Linked DNA regions of Sus scrofa: regions 2, 3, 4 and 5 are each linked to region 1. A link is a contact called in public Hi-C and HiChIP or PLAC-seq data. All regions are on one chromosome and are shown on one strand. Each heading gives the region's core, a stretch centred on a gene start, on an enhancer-like site or on the middle of the called end of the contact. The rest is flanking DNA. Distances are from core to core; before and after follow the strand shown.

Evidence for each region. Hi-C and Micro-C count contacts between places; a contact is called where the count stands out from the background. HiChIP or PLAC-seq counts read pairs in DNA pulled down with a chosen protein or histone mark.
Region 2: an H3K27ac HiChIP or PLAC-seq map of skeletal muscle shows a contact between it and region 1. The contact joins the promoter of TBL1XR1 here to the enhancer-like site in region 1. A contact is called at or near these places in 3 of 5 promoter capture datasets (fetal liver, fetal skeletal muscle and liver), 39 of 47 Hi-C or Micro-C datasets (adipocytes, adipose tissue, alveolar macrophages and 18 more) and 2 of 2 datasets of contacts at active chromatin or transcription factors (alveolar macrophages and skeletal muscle).
Region 3: an H3K27ac HiChIP or PLAC-seq map of alveolar macrophages shows a contact between it and region 1. The contact joins two enhancer-like sites. A contact is called at or near these places in 1 of 47 Hi-C or Micro-C datasets (heart right ventricle) and 1 of 2 datasets of contacts at active chromatin or transcription factors (alveolar macrophages).
Region 4: an H3K27ac HiChIP or PLAC-seq map of alveolar macrophages shows a contact between it and region 1. The contact joins two enhancer-like sites. A contact is called at or near these places in 2 of 47 Hi-C or Micro-C datasets (embryonic fibroblasts and liver) and 1 of 2 datasets of contacts at active chromatin or transcription factors (alveolar macrophages).
Region 5: a Hi-C map of embryonic fibroblasts shows a contact between it and region 1, with 2.9 times the contacts expected there. The contact joins two enhancer-like sites. A contact is called at or near these places in 1 of 47 Hi-C or Micro-C datasets (embryonic fibroblasts) and 1 of 2 datasets of contacts at active chromatin or transcription factors (skeletal muscle).

Annotation. Positions count from the first base shown.
Region 1 is chr13:115,623,443-115,626,142 of Sscrofa11.1, forward strand. All of the region lies in intron 1 of LOC106505748 (a long non-coding RNA gene), which reads left to right. Among named protein-coding and RNA genes, the nearest start is that of TBL1XR1, 140 kb to the left of the region's middle. Within about 2 kb of position 1,314, at least 77 of the 83 cell types and tissues checked have an H3K27ac peak or open chromatin away from gene starts, as enhancers often do. A contact at or near this core is called in adipose tissue, alveolar macrophages, brain and 12 more, where this site is marked.
Region 2 is chr13:115,486,940-115,489,639 of Sscrofa11.1, forward strand. It overlaps TBL1XR1 (F-box-like/WD repeat-containing protein TBL1XR1), which reads right to left and starts at 1,289. Exons shown (of 16, transcript XM_021071196.1): 1 at 1,009-1,289. LOC106505748 (a long non-coding RNA gene) reads left to right here and starts at 623. Exons shown (of 8, transcript XR_002338112.1): 1 at 623-730.
Region 3 is chr13:115,447,115-115,449,814 of Sscrofa11.1, forward strand. All of the region lies in intron 1 of TBL1XR1 (F-box-like/WD repeat-containing protein TBL1XR1), which reads right to left. Among named protein-coding and RNA genes, the nearest start is that of TBL1XR1, 40 kb to the right of the region's middle. Within about 2 kb of position 1,342, at least 7 of the 83 cell types and tissues checked have an H3K27ac peak or open chromatin away from gene starts, as enhancers often do. A contact at or near this core is called in alveolar macrophages, where this site is marked.
Region 4 is chr13:115,765,609-115,768,308 of Sscrofa11.1, forward strand. The region is part of intron 1 of LOC106505748 (a long non-coding RNA gene); the gene reads left to right. Among named protein-coding and RNA genes, the nearest start is that of TBL1XR1, 280 kb to the left of the region's middle. Within about 2 kb of position 1,288, at least 13 of the 83 cell types and tissues checked have an H3K27ac peak or open chromatin away from gene starts, as enhancers often do. A contact at or near this core is called in alveolar macrophages and embryonic fibroblasts, where this site is marked.
Region 5 is chr13:115,827,068-115,829,767 of Sscrofa11.1, forward strand. All of the region lies in intron 1 of LOC106505748 (a long non-coding RNA gene), which reads left to right. Among named protein-coding and RNA genes, the nearest start is that of TBL1XR1, 340 kb to the left of the region's middle. Within about 2 kb of position 1,359, at least 19 of the 83 cell types and tissues checked have an H3K27ac peak or open chromatin away from gene starts, as enhancers often do. A contact at or near this core is called in embryonic fibroblasts, where this site is marked.

The sequences.
Region 1 (2,700 bases), core at 64-2,563:
ACAGATGAGGGATACAGAGAGGTTAAGCACTCTGTCCATACTTAAACAGCTAATAAGGGTCAGAACAGGACTGGGAATCAGGCAGCGCACAGCCAGTGTGCGGTGTGCCCCGCAGGGGGCTCCCACAAAGAACTCCTTGGGTTTGTGTGTAGGGGGCGGAGGAGAGGGTGGCAGGAGTTCCGAGGAGGATCAGTCCGTCCCTGGGATTTAAGGCTGAAATTCTGCGTCGTCCCTGGGCTGTCTAGGAAGGTTTCAACAGGTCTAGGAGAGGGAGGAAGGGAGCTGCGCCAGCGGGTAGAGGTCTGGGTGCCTAGTCCCAGAGTTGCGCCTGCTAAGGCAGGTGGGCGAGGGGATGCGGGGGAAGGAGAGCAGGCAGAAGCTGCGGGGCCAGAAAAGAAGGCCTAGGCCCAGTGGGGAAGGCCACGCCCCAGCTGGGAGTGCTCCTCTCCAGATCTCAGCCTCTGAACGCAATTCCATTTAAGGGCAACCTTGCCCGATTCACACCTAGCCTTGAAGATTACAGACCGCCCTTTGGTCAATTTGCAGGGTGAAAGCGGGAACCTACCACCCTACACCTGCAATTCCAGCGCCATAAAGGAAGCCAGACATGTCCTATAAAATGTCACCATCGCTGAGGTGCAGTTTCCAAGGGGGTATCCGGTAGAGGGAAATACTCCGCAGCTGGCGACCCTCGAATCTGCGAATTCACTGCAGCGGGGGAGGAAGGCTCCAGTACAGAGTGGGGGAGGGGGCAGGAATCTTCTTTCTTGCCCTCTGCTCCTCGCTTGGTAATCAGGCTCGGCCACGTGACTAAAGCTTGGGGTAGGGGTAGGGGCAGGGGATTGCGGCCTGAGTAATTTTTGCCAGAGGGGTGTTTGACCAAACATAAATAGTGAAGGAACTAGAGTTGGGAGCCACGATGGGGCTGGGCTGCAGAGACCCCGACGCCGCTGCGGAGCCAGAGAGCCTGAGCGCTGAGCCGCTGCCGCCCCTCCCCCAGTCCAGCCCGCGAGCTCATTTTCGCTTGGCCGGTCCCCGCGCTGCCGGATGGATCGCGCCCCACCCCCGCTTCTCTGCTCAGTCATTCAGACTTGGAAAGTCAATAACACGCTGACATCATCAGGGGTTTGTGTATTATTACAAGGCTACTTTCCAGAGTACCTGGCATTATCTAAGAGAGGAGCACTCTGGCTGCCTAAGGAAGGGCCCGGGTTGTGGGCCTCGGGAGGGGCGGCTCTCCAAGCCAGGCCTTTTCCTCCTGGGGGAGCATCTTCAGGGCACCGATTAGAAACAGAGTATGTGCTTTTGCTGCACTAAATGCAGATGCACTTTAGATATCAATACATGCTTTATTTTGGCTGGGGGTGCACCTATAAATCATTACTAAGTGACCTCTATTTCTACCAAAGACATCCACTTGGTCTTTAAGAAGCATTTTTAGTGATCCTCCCAAAGGAAAAAAAGGCATGTTTTATGACAGGAAGCCAAAGGCTGACTCTTTTGAGACTCTTGGGGTTTGTGTGTGAGTCTCTATTATGTAATCGCCATCACGGGTGATTAGGTCTTCTTTTTCCCTCCAGGGCTGGCTTGGGTGGTTTGGTTGCTGTGTTTTTCTTAAGCCTCTTGCGGAGCAAACACACACATAAAAAAAATCCCAGATTTATGGTGCTAAACTGCTCTCCAAGCAAATTGCCTTGAAGAGTGTCTCGTTTTGAAGGAGAGAAATAGATGAATTTTTTTGTTAATTAAGACTCCTTATCTTCCTCCTCTGGCATTTCCTTTTCTAGAATGAGTTTTTAAAGTAATTTTATATATTTTAGATATTTTCTTCCTTCTCTCCTGCTGTAATGGTACTTGTAATGGCTTTAAATAACTGATTGTATAGATTACTGCACTTTTGTTCTGTTAATACAAACACCCCGCCCCCTTCAGTTAAAATATGTAAAACTCAGTAACTTCCACAACATGGTACCTTTTAAGTTTGGCCAAACAGGCTATATGGTTTTTTTTTACACACACAAGGCTGATCTCATTGAAAATCTCCCATTATCTTAAATTGCAAAAAATACACTCAGTGGGAAACTGGTGGCTACCTGGAAGATCGCAAGGGGAGTGCCTTTCTTCACTGGCCTGATCTCATCCTCTGTACCTAAGGCTGGGAGAGATCAGGGATTGATATAAAAGTCTCTAGGGCTCCCCAGAAGAAAGCAAAGCAGCCATGTTTCTCAACAATGTAACACCTTCCCTCTATGTACTTGATCATTTCAGGAGAATTTGTAGTCAGTTGTAACCACTTCCCTCCAGGTGGTCTGAGGAAAAATTCCCCACCAGGTTTGCACTTCTAAAATCACCTTTGCAAGCCTGCCCAACAACCCTCCTACCCCACCTCCAGTTTTACCCTGGAAATTTCTGAGGTGCAGGCAGCTGACAAGGTCCAGTGTACCATCCTTCCAAGGTGGTTCAGTAGGTTTTGTTCTGTGAAGCTAGAAGCTGCTAAAGGGGGTTGGGAGAGTGGGGTGCATCACCAACCAGTGCACTGTTGACTTAGGGGCTTTCCCTTAGTTCCTTAGAGAAGACTGTGCAGACCAGAGAGTTTGTTCCTTTGGTAGTTAAGATGAGGAGTCTCTCAAATATCTAAGCACTTCTCTTTTCTTGCCTGTTGTTCCTCTGGCCTGTGCCCAAGCCTCTTCTTCGTATGTG
Region 2 (2,700 bases), core at 39-2,538, 140 kb before region 1:
AAAATACTGAACACGTTAACACATGCATGGCTTCCCTTGAACTGCCATTTCAGATTAATATTTCACTTAAATAAAAGTCTGTTTCTGTTCAAAAAATGACATCGGTTGCAAAGAGGAAGTTACCAAGAAACCACCCTCACAACGTGGCCTTTACACTGTCAGAAAATAATGTGACTCTGAGCCACCCAAAACTTACCAGGAAGCTGGCAATAACTTTGCCAATTCTACACTTCTGAACCCAACTTCAAAGTGGCTCTATCAAATATCTTCTCCAGACGATAAAAAGCACTAAGTTACAAACAAACACGTCCAGGAGTGCGGCCCCGCCGCCGCGCGCCCCTCCCCCGCCCGCGCCCCCGCCCGGGACGCACGGCCCTAACAGCCACCCGCAGCCCCCCGCACGCCGGCCGGGGTCGCCGCGCCTGGGCCCGGGCCGCGCCGGGGGAGGGGAGCGGATTTCCATTGCTGCCTAAGGTTTAACAAAATAACACGCACAGTAGAGATCCCTCTCCCCTGCTAAAAATAGGCTATAAAGGAGTCGGCCTCATGATGGCTCCTTGATTCAATTTGCTGCACATTCCTTCCTGAAAGCCTCCCCCTATACAACACACACACACACACACACACACACACACACACACTCACACACAAAGGGGGTGTAAACGGATGAAGGGTGGAAGATGGGGAGAAGGCCGAGGTGCACATTTTCGGGGACAACAGCATAATAAGGGTGAGGATCCCCCGGGACCAGGAAAGGGTAGGGGGTGGGCAGGCACGTGAGCATTTCAAAGAAGCCTGAGAGAGCTAAAAGGGGGGATGGGGCACCCTAAATGCCTTTCCTTTCTCTCCCTCCCCCACCAAACCCCCAGCTCCCCGAAGGGCCAAGTTGAAAATGCACGTTCCACTTGAGCCCATCCCCCCGCCGGCCGGCGCCCCCGAACTACCTCCGCCCGCGCCCCCCGCCCCGGCCCGCAGCCCCCACCCCGGGGTCCGGCCCCCGGCGCTTACCTGGAAACGGTGGCCTCCGACGCGCTCCCCCCTCCCGGGAATGGAGGCACAAGGAAATTCCCCTCGTCGCCGCCGCCGCCGCCTCCAACCACCCCCAAAATAACCCCTCCGGGGGGTGAGAGGCAATTATAACCCCGGCAAGCGGAGGGCGCGGGGGATGGGCGCCGGGCGGGCGGGGGCGGGGAGCGCGGCGCGGGTCCCCAGGTGGCGAGCGGAGGTGCTCCCGCCGCGGGGGGAGGGGCGGGGGCGCACGCGGCCGGCGGCGGGGGGAGGCGGCGCGCGGGGGAAGGGCGCGAGCGGGGAGAGGAATTGAGGCAGAAGGTAAAAGCTGTTACTAAGGGAAAGAGCCAAACGGTTCGGAGCAGCCAACGGCTCAGACACTCAACACTGGGGAGAGAGGAATGGGGACCAGCCAGGCACAAATGAGCTCGCGAGGCCCGCGGCGGCGGCGGCGGCGGCGGCGGCGGCGGCCGCGCAGCAAAACAAACCCGAGCGGCCTGCGCCGGGCGGGCGCGCGGGGAGGGGCCGGCGGGGGAGGGGCGCCGCGGACGCGGGGAGGCGGTGGCGGCGCGGCTAGGGGGGCCTCTGCTGGCCCCGCTCCTCTCCCCGCCCGCCCGGGGCGGTGGCGCTGGGGGGGCTGGGCGGGTTCGGCGCAGCCTTTTAAAAAGAAAGAAAGACCCGCAGGCGCCCCGAGGCGCCACCGGGCCCGGACCGCCCCGCCCCCACCGCGGCGCGCGGCCGGGTGCGGAGAGGCCTGGGTGTTGGCCGCGCGGCTCAAGGCCCTGTGGGGGCGGGGATGCTCGCGCCGTCGCGAGGGGGGCATTGCTGGTAAACTTTCCTGGGTAGGCCGGCGTGGCCCCCGGGCACCCGGACGGCGCGGTGCGGCAGGTGGGCCATAACGCACGCAGGGAGCGTGTGCGGAGAGTACGGCGCAGGCATCATATGGACATGTGTTTGTGAGAAGATCTGCACGCACCTTTGTGTGCATAAATACATATGTTTCTCGGAAGCGTACCTGGAAAGGTGCTTTATCTGTAATAAGCGATTCTCAAAATGTAATCCAGAGCACAGGAACTGTACAGAAAACACGCACACAAGAAAAGGGTTTTGATACTAAACACAAAGCTGTAATTGAAGTGTTTATGCCCAAATGTACAGTGAATTAAACATATGGTGGTATTTATCGTCTGGTGGGTCTGTTTGAAAGGTTTGGTCGATCAATTCGCTTTTCACAAAAATAAAATAATGTAACTAAATGTTTACTAAATACATACTTCTAAGGCAGCATCGGCAGTACAAGTTTATCCACTTTGTGTACTTTTGCATGTGTGTAGCATATCAAGGCGGTTTATACAGTGTAACTTAGATGAGTGATGATGTGACAATATGAGAAAGGGAATGCAAGGGGTTATTTAAAAAAAGGGAAGCAAGCCACATTTTTTTTTTTAAACAAATGCGTTTATCTTTCTAAAGTCCTCAAAATCAGGGCTTGGGGTCTTCTAAGACCTTTGTATGAGCCTAGTGTATAACAAGCAGCTTACTCTTAAGATTAGGCCTAGAAGAAACCTTTTTATTGTTACTTTCGGTTATTCCTGTCTTTAAAGTAAAATAACATTTTCACAGCCTTTTTAGGTGAGGTGTTCTGTTTTCGTACTTTAATCACAATATTTGGAAATTGGTGTAGTCATTATT
Region 3 (2,700 bases), core at 92-2,591, 180 kb before region 1:
GTGATATACATGTCAGAATGAGGGATTACAGCAGCCAAATAGTGTATGAAGTTTTGGTCCAAGTCCATTTATCAGACAGTGGATCAATCCTCCTATCTTATGGCTATTTTTTCAGGTACTGGAAAGGTAGTCTCAGCTGACTACCAACTGACAAAAGCCCACACTAACGCCAGGACAGGTGGAGTAGTAAGGTACCATCTTATCAGAAAAGACGAGAGAGAGACCCCTGGAGCTCTCTTGCCAATCAAAAACAGCATTTCTGGGGGAAATTATCCAAGAATCAAAAGCAGTAAGGGTTGGAATCCCTAGTGTACATTCACTTAGTACAACTGTCTAGCTAATGCAGAACATACAAATGTTCTTAGAGAAGAACAGTGTTTAAACTTAAAGACTACAAGCATAGTTTGTACCCTCAATTTTATCTCTTTAGCACAGTTTCTAATACAAGGCTAGAGTTCTGACAAACGATGTCTGTCACTACAATTTGCTTTCATCTGGCTTGGGCAACAGTACATATTCACTAGACTGCCTTAGGCTAAGTCAGGTTTCTACTTTCATATGACCTTAGTTATCTAATCACACCACTGAACATCACACTGGTCCAGTACACTGATAAATTCAAGCCAAAAGAACCGTGTGAGTTAGAAACGGCAGTACTCTAGATGCCTTAAAAAGACAGGTATGTCAGAAGACAGAAAATAAGTCCCAACAAAATGCAGGGTCCTGCCACCACTATAAAGTTCTGGGAGACAATGGAGAGTAGCAATTCAGGATATTCTATCAGAATGAAATGCAAGCCATTACTTGTACCTCCTACAACAAAGAAAAGAAGCAGAAAGCTTGTTGGGCCTCTCTGGATACTGAAAACAATGTATACCAATTTGTGTATACTGCTCTACTTAGTGAAAGACCTGAAATCCAACAATTTTAAGTTTAGCCCAGAGAAAGAGAAAATTCCCTACCTGATCCAGATTACAGTACAAGTAGCTCTACCACTCAACTGTTCTCTGATTGCAACAGTGCTCCAAGGGTCAACAGATCAATGCCATAAGGAACTACTGGCAAACCCCTCTAGGAGAATCACAGCAAAGACCCCTAAGAATTTTTATGGCAAAGTCACAGCTTCTTTACCAAACCAAGAGTTTCTTTTAAAAATAACTTTTGCACTTTTGTACTGGTAGAGAATGAAACCTAGCAGTAGGTAAGTATAAAACCTAAGCCGCCCATCAGGAATTATCATCATCTGATCCGCCAAAACTGACACGACAAACAGACCATCATCAAGTGGTTATGAGTAGGATTCAGGCTGGTTGTGAAGCATGAGCAGATGGCTCACATTTTTAGTATGCCCACTCCTGATGCACTATGACTTCTTCCTCACACGAGGCCCTACACAGGGGATTCTCTATGACTAGACAGCTGAGAAGAAAAACATATGACCCTGGATTACATATGACTCTGCCCCACATGCTGGTATCACCCAGAAAATGCCCCATCTGGAGTGGCTTTTAAGGAAAGTTAGAAACAGAAACCCTCCCACTGGGCAGTATATTTCATAATCCACACTGTCAATAAAAGGAATGGTGAGGTTCATATAAATTCTTGAAAGCAGAGCAAACATGTGGCAAGATTTCCAGGTCAGGTCCTCAAAAGAAAACAGGTACGGAGGATGATTTAAGGAAGAGATATGTGGATGGATCTGTTAGAATCGACCAAGTATTAAAACATTTGTCCCAAGTGAAGGCTCACTAAAAAGTCCCAGCTGTGGAGAAAACTTCATAATCATGTGGAATTATATGAAGCAAGTGAATCACTGTTTCAAGTGAAAATTACATCCCATAAAGAGGCTAGTTCAGCTCGTAACTCAAATAATCACACAAGTGCTTTTCCCCGTGACAACCACCATACTTCAACATATAGAAGTGCTTTACCAACAATTCCTGTTTCATGCAAAAAGACTTGTAAAAAGATGCATACTCAGGATCATGATTTGTTTTGTTTCTCTGCTTCATCAAAGATATTCTCAGGTATAAACTTTTTTTTTTTTTTTTTGCTTACGATAAATATATAGTGACAAAGAGCAGATTGAAACAAGTGCACTGATTTATCCTAAGGCACCAGCAGTTTTCCCCACCATCACTTATGAACCATAGTGCAATGTCAACACAGTGTAAAAGGAACTTAGTACTATTATTAAAATAGTTATAACTCTAATAAAAGGGTCTTGGGCTCAGCAGACAGCACTTTGAGACCTACTGTTTTACTAGGATAAAACATTTCTCTCGTTTTTGTTATGTTGACCTTGGGTTGGCTATAGGTATCTTTGTTCTAGAATTCTGGCAAAAGCAAAAGCCTTTAGCTGGCATCTGTTCTTCTTGTGGCAAAGGAAAATGACCAAAAGTTAATCCATGCAATGGTTTCTAAAGTTTCTGCTTAGAGATGACTTTTATCACTTCTCATCTTTCACTGACTTTGGTCAAGTCTCACGTCCAAGGGTGCTATCAACAGAAAGAAGGAAGCACTTCTCCCAAAGGTAGAGACTCTGTAGAGAAAAATCCAGTAAAGAAGGAAAGCAAATAGTTTAGAATAATACTATCTACCTTAAGCAGCAACTCCGAGTCCCTCTCACCTCCACACCAAACAGTACTGTATTACTGTGGACAAACGGCCACCTGGTAACACGCTGGTAACACTCAGGAT
Region 4 (2,700 bases), core at 38-2,537, 140 kb after region 1:
CAATCCCGATAATGTTCCAAGACTTTTCATATTCTGTATCATTTGATATGTATTGTCATAAAGCTTTTATATTTTTCAAACACTTCAGCAGTTTTATGCATTGAGTTTGTTATTAAATGTCATGTGTCACTTTATGGGATCCTATTTAAAGTCGGTAGCTAGGGAAAGAGATGAGAAACATTTATAATTCTACCCCAACTAAACTCAAGGGCAATACCGGACTTAGTAGAGAGAATTCATAAATTTTTCAGATACTCTTCATAAAAATAAAGCTGAAATACAACAAAAAGAAAACCTAAGATGAAAACAAAATAAATGAAAAAAATTTACTTAGTAATCACTTAGTACCAGATATTGAATTTTATGAATATGAAATTCTATACATGGTGTCATGTTCTGGAACCACCCTTCCTATATTTCACAGTCGTTTAAAGGCTAGCTCAAATGTCCCCATTCTCTACCTCCCAGGCAGAATTAGGGATGTCCATGCCAATATTACAGCATTTTATTCATAATGTTTTTTCTTACATGGTCATTTGGCTAATTCTGTATATGATTGACACATACTTAGACTGGGATTCATAAAGAACAAGAACTTTGCTTTGCCATTCCTTGTTTGTCCAGTGTGTAAGCCCTGGTGCATAGAAGGAGCTCAGTCATCACTTTTGAAATAACAGTTTTTGCAACTTCAGGCCTTATGCAATGATGACACAATTCTTAATAATATGAGAAAGGAAAGGTCTGATTGGATCATTCCCTTTCAATAACTGCCTAAGTGATCAGGGGTAGGATGGCTGGGTAAACGTAGCAGAAATGGAGCTGAGATTTGTTATTCACTCAATGTGTTATAAATAATGAAGACCAAGGCATTTACACAATGTGAATATGTGAAACCTTTTCCAGGTGAGCCTTTCCAGAATCAGAGAAATTTGTGTAAAATTAATTTTTTTTTCTGGAAATCCTTCTGTTTCCGGAATTAAGTTACTTTTTTTTTTTTTTTTTTTTTTGTAGTTGGTGTCTTCCCTGAGAAAAGGCAAGTTGAACTGTCTTTCGAGTTGGGCCTTAGGACAAGCTGTGTAGGCAGTCACTATTGTGGTATACAATCTGAGCAGTATCAAAATACTCTTGTCCCAGAATATTTCCTGGGATCCATCCCTTCCTGGTGACACACTCCTCTTTGAGGCTAGACATGGAAAGGTTTTGAATATTTGTACTGGTCTTTGGAGTACATTCCCTTAGTGCTTGCTTGCTTCACTGTGGTTTCTGGGTGTGGCCCCTTCCAGCAGAAGAACGAATCATTGTTCTGGAAGCACCCAGATGAACTTGGAGCTTCTCTGTTCACCTGACTTTTGACTTCTAGGCAAAAAGCCTCTTGTTTACCTTAGTGAGCGGTACACTCTAGTTCCTCTCAGTGCTTTGTCTTCCTGTTGTCTTCCCTCAGTTTATCTCACTCTTTCAGTTAGTTACTTGCTGGCCTCCTACAGGCATTTGGGTTAGCACTCTCTGCATTGTATCCCTGACTTCTAAATCTGTTCTTTAGGACAGCCATGCTTTCCATATGATGGTTGCTGCCATTCATAAAATAATATTTAGACCCTAACTGGTCATACTGAAAGTGAGATAATCAACTGTTATGCTCATAATTGAGCTTAACAGGAAGAGTATCATTTTTTTATTGTTTTTCTTTTGTTGAAGAAACAGTTAAGATAAAGATGAGGCTACAGTTGGCAACTGTACGTAAATATTATGTGGTTTCCGTACTCTGTTAGGTGAAGCCAAAACCGCAAATAGAAATAAACAAAACAGGTTGTGAGAAGATGGAACTTTATAGGGTTCTTGGTCAGGAAGTCTGGGGAAATCATGTTGGTGGCACCCTGGACCTTCTTTTGGTGGCTGTAATTCCCCCAGCCCTGTTCCTGAGCCAGAGAGCATCTTGAATTGATGCCTGGCAGCTCCTTTTCACCCCCTTTTCCAACAAAGAAGGTAAAGAAGAGGATTGGTGGAGGAGCATATATGCTGGTTTCCTTTTTCTTTTCAAGGTCTCTAAAGAATCCTAAAAGGTGTGAAACCCAAATCACTTTACTCTCCTTTTAAGAATGGCCTACTGTGAGAAAAAAAATTATGGGTCAATATTCCACTGTTTATTTAAGTTAAATAATTACTCTTGAAAGTTCCCATTGTGGCTCAGTGCTAATGGACCAACTAGTATCCATGAGGATGTGGGTTCCATCTCTGGTCTCACTCAGTGCTAATGAACCAACTAGTATCCATGAAGATGTGGATTCCATCCCTAGCCTCGCTGTGAGCTATGTTGTAGGTTACAGATGTGGCCCTGGTCTGGTGTTGCTATGGCTGTGGTGTAGACTTGCAGCTGTAGCTCTGGTTCCACCCCTAGCCTGGGAACTTCTATATGCCATGGGTGTAGCCCTAAAAAAAAAAAAAGCAAAAAAATAAATTTCTCTTGGCATTTAAGGAGAATAATTAAAACAGTTTTAAATGGGCATATGGGTTAAAGAGATGCTTTTGCTATGAAAATGGACAAAATGATTTAATACTTTGAAAAAAATCACATTGTGACCTCATTCTAGTACATACCATCAGTAAATTAAGTTTGAGATGTGTTCTATTTATGACTGATTTGCTTATGAAGGACACAAGAGCTTTGTGTCCTTGAAGGAGATTCAGTTTTTTTGGTTTGTT
Region 5 (2,700 bases), core at 109-2,608, 200 kb after region 1:
ATTTACCCAGAATACTACACAAGGGTAGCATGCGAATGAATAAATACTTGAGATAATAACTTTGGAGGTGAAAATTGGAGGACTGTCCTGAGATAAAACTGCAGAATAGGAGAGACTGACTTTTAGACTCTGCTTACTCATTTGTAATATGGCGTTATTATCAATATCATAGGATCATAATGAGGACAAATATTACATAAGGTATGAGGAAGCATCAATCACTGGGGCTGACATCTAAAAAGAGGACAACAAATATTACTCTCCTACCTGGGAACCCTACTTCCTGCTCTGAGGTTTTCTTTTCTTGCTTTGTCCGTTCTTTTATCCCTTTTTACCTCTGGTCCCCAGAGACCTTGTGTTTTTATTCTCTAGCTTTCAGATCCTTCCTTCAGTACCACATACGTCAATAATTATTAGCTGCTTAAAGAACATTTTAACAGGTAATGGGTGGTGTTCTAACTGAAATTTCAGATGTTTGCCCTTGGGCAGGGTGAGATAAAACCCAGTCAGTGGGGACTCATTTACCTTGCTTACCATGCATGAGTCTACCATGATGGCCAGTAATAACAAGGTTGGTATTCAAAATATTTAATCAACTGGTTCTTCAACTGGTTCATCAGCCTGGATGTTGACAGAAAACAACTGGTTTGGCCAGACAATCTGTGTTGGATGTAGGCTGACCTTGGTAAATTATTTTACAGACCCTTGAGTTCTTTGCTTTGTTCCCTGAGCTGTGCACCTTTGTAGTAACAGCTGTGGGGTAGCAGAAAGAATCTGGGATTTGAAAACATAAGACTTCTATTCAAATCCTGGCTCTGTCATTTCCTAACTGTGTTATTTTGGCCTCAGTTTTCTCATTTCCAAAGGAGAATCATAATGACTACTCAGCGTTTGTTTGTTTTTGGTAAGACTCAAAAGAAATTTTTCTATGGAAATGTTTCATAAGGAGAAAAATTAGTTGTGATTCAGGAGTTCCAGTTCTCTGTATGTGACAAAGAGCACCAACAATGCACCTAAACTACAGACAAGGAAAGATTCCAGATTCAATATCAACTGATATTTCATATTTCAGGCCTTAGTGAGATGTGTATTTCTGGATGTTCAAGGCTCTTTCTCATCTATGAAATAAGGGTTTGTCCTCAGTTACTGCCAAGGTTCCTTCCAACCCTTCAAATCTATGCTTTCAGGAGCCAGGGCTTTTTATTAGGCAATTTCCTTGGGGGTATGTCTTCTTTGCCAGGCTGGCCAGAGTCATTTTAAGTAAGTACAGCTGCTTCAAGGCCAGGCTCAAACAATTCTGGTCCAAATGCATGAGTGGCCCAGAAAATGAGAGATGCAGACAAAAGGTTTCAGGTTTCTCAATCAAAGTTTCCTGTGGCCCGACCAGCTATTATGTGCTGCTTTCCCAGCTGACTCAATCCTGACCTGTCATGCTGTGCCTGATATTTATATTTCTGGAAATGGTTAGCCACATTACTAGGTAATAAGGTTGCAAATTCCAAGTCTCCCCTGTAATTCAGGTCAGATGTTGTCCTGGGAGTGGGTGGGAAGGCAGAGAGGGCCAAAATTGAGGTTGCTATGCGTGAGGGCAAATGACGAGATCATGCCTGGCTGACTGCAGTCATCCACAGTAGTTATCCTCCTTGGAGGAAGGACCTGCTGAGCTCTAGTTTATGTTTTCTTGTTCATGATTTAGAATTTATGTTGCATTTGATTTTTCTTCAATTCTTAGTACTTCATATTTAATGGAATTTGCCTTTAAAAAATAGATTATTAGTATGGAAGAGAACCAAGACATGAAATAATCCAGTCTACTCTTTAGAGGGAAGACACATGGAGAAAACTTTCTTGACTTGCTCAGGGCCACAGAGCTGCTAAGTGGAGGAGTCAGGTCTAAAGGGCCCAGGTCCTGATTCCAAGAAAACTGCTTGTTTCAAAATCACTTTTCCATGTTGCCTCCTGTTGGTATGGTTTGTCCCTGGACACCTTTGATGTTCTCAGTTGGCTTCATCCATCTGTCTGTTCTAAATGAGTGCTGTTGTTCCCAACAAACACAATCCTGGGACCTGATCCACATACATGGACCTGAAAGTACTCAGAGTGTGGCAAAACAAACAAAACACAAAAAACAAACCTTGGGGAGGAGGAGAAAAACAGAGGAATCAGAGGGACGAGAGGGCAGGTTGCTGGAGGTGACAGAATTCACATTGACATGAATGCAGATTCAGTGGCTAAGTTACGACAGTGATGTTTTTTAAGTCTTCCCTTGGGCTGCCCGGGGCAGCAGGCTACCTGCCTCCTCTCCTTTCCTCCTCCCATACTGGCACCCGGAGGGGGAGGGCTTGTCAGTTGTAAGACCCCACCAGCACCTCCCCTCAGGCCTTTCAGATTCTGCCAGGAACTGACTTGTAGTTGCTGGAGCCAGATAGTCAGTTTCAAGTTCCTGACAACTAGTAATGGGAAGGAACAGAGAGAGGGTAGGAGGCCAAGTAGGGAACACACGAGCCCTATGGCTGGAAAGTGAAACAGGGCATGTACAGTGGCTCCAGTAGGAAGATGCAGAGACATACACTCAGCTGATGCATGTCCTGACACATCCTGCTCTTTCACAGGTACACTGACACCTGTAGCAGTGTGAGTGGGGGAGCAGTAGGAGGCAGGGAGAGCCCACAGAGCCCTGCTACTCCCAAACTCATATTG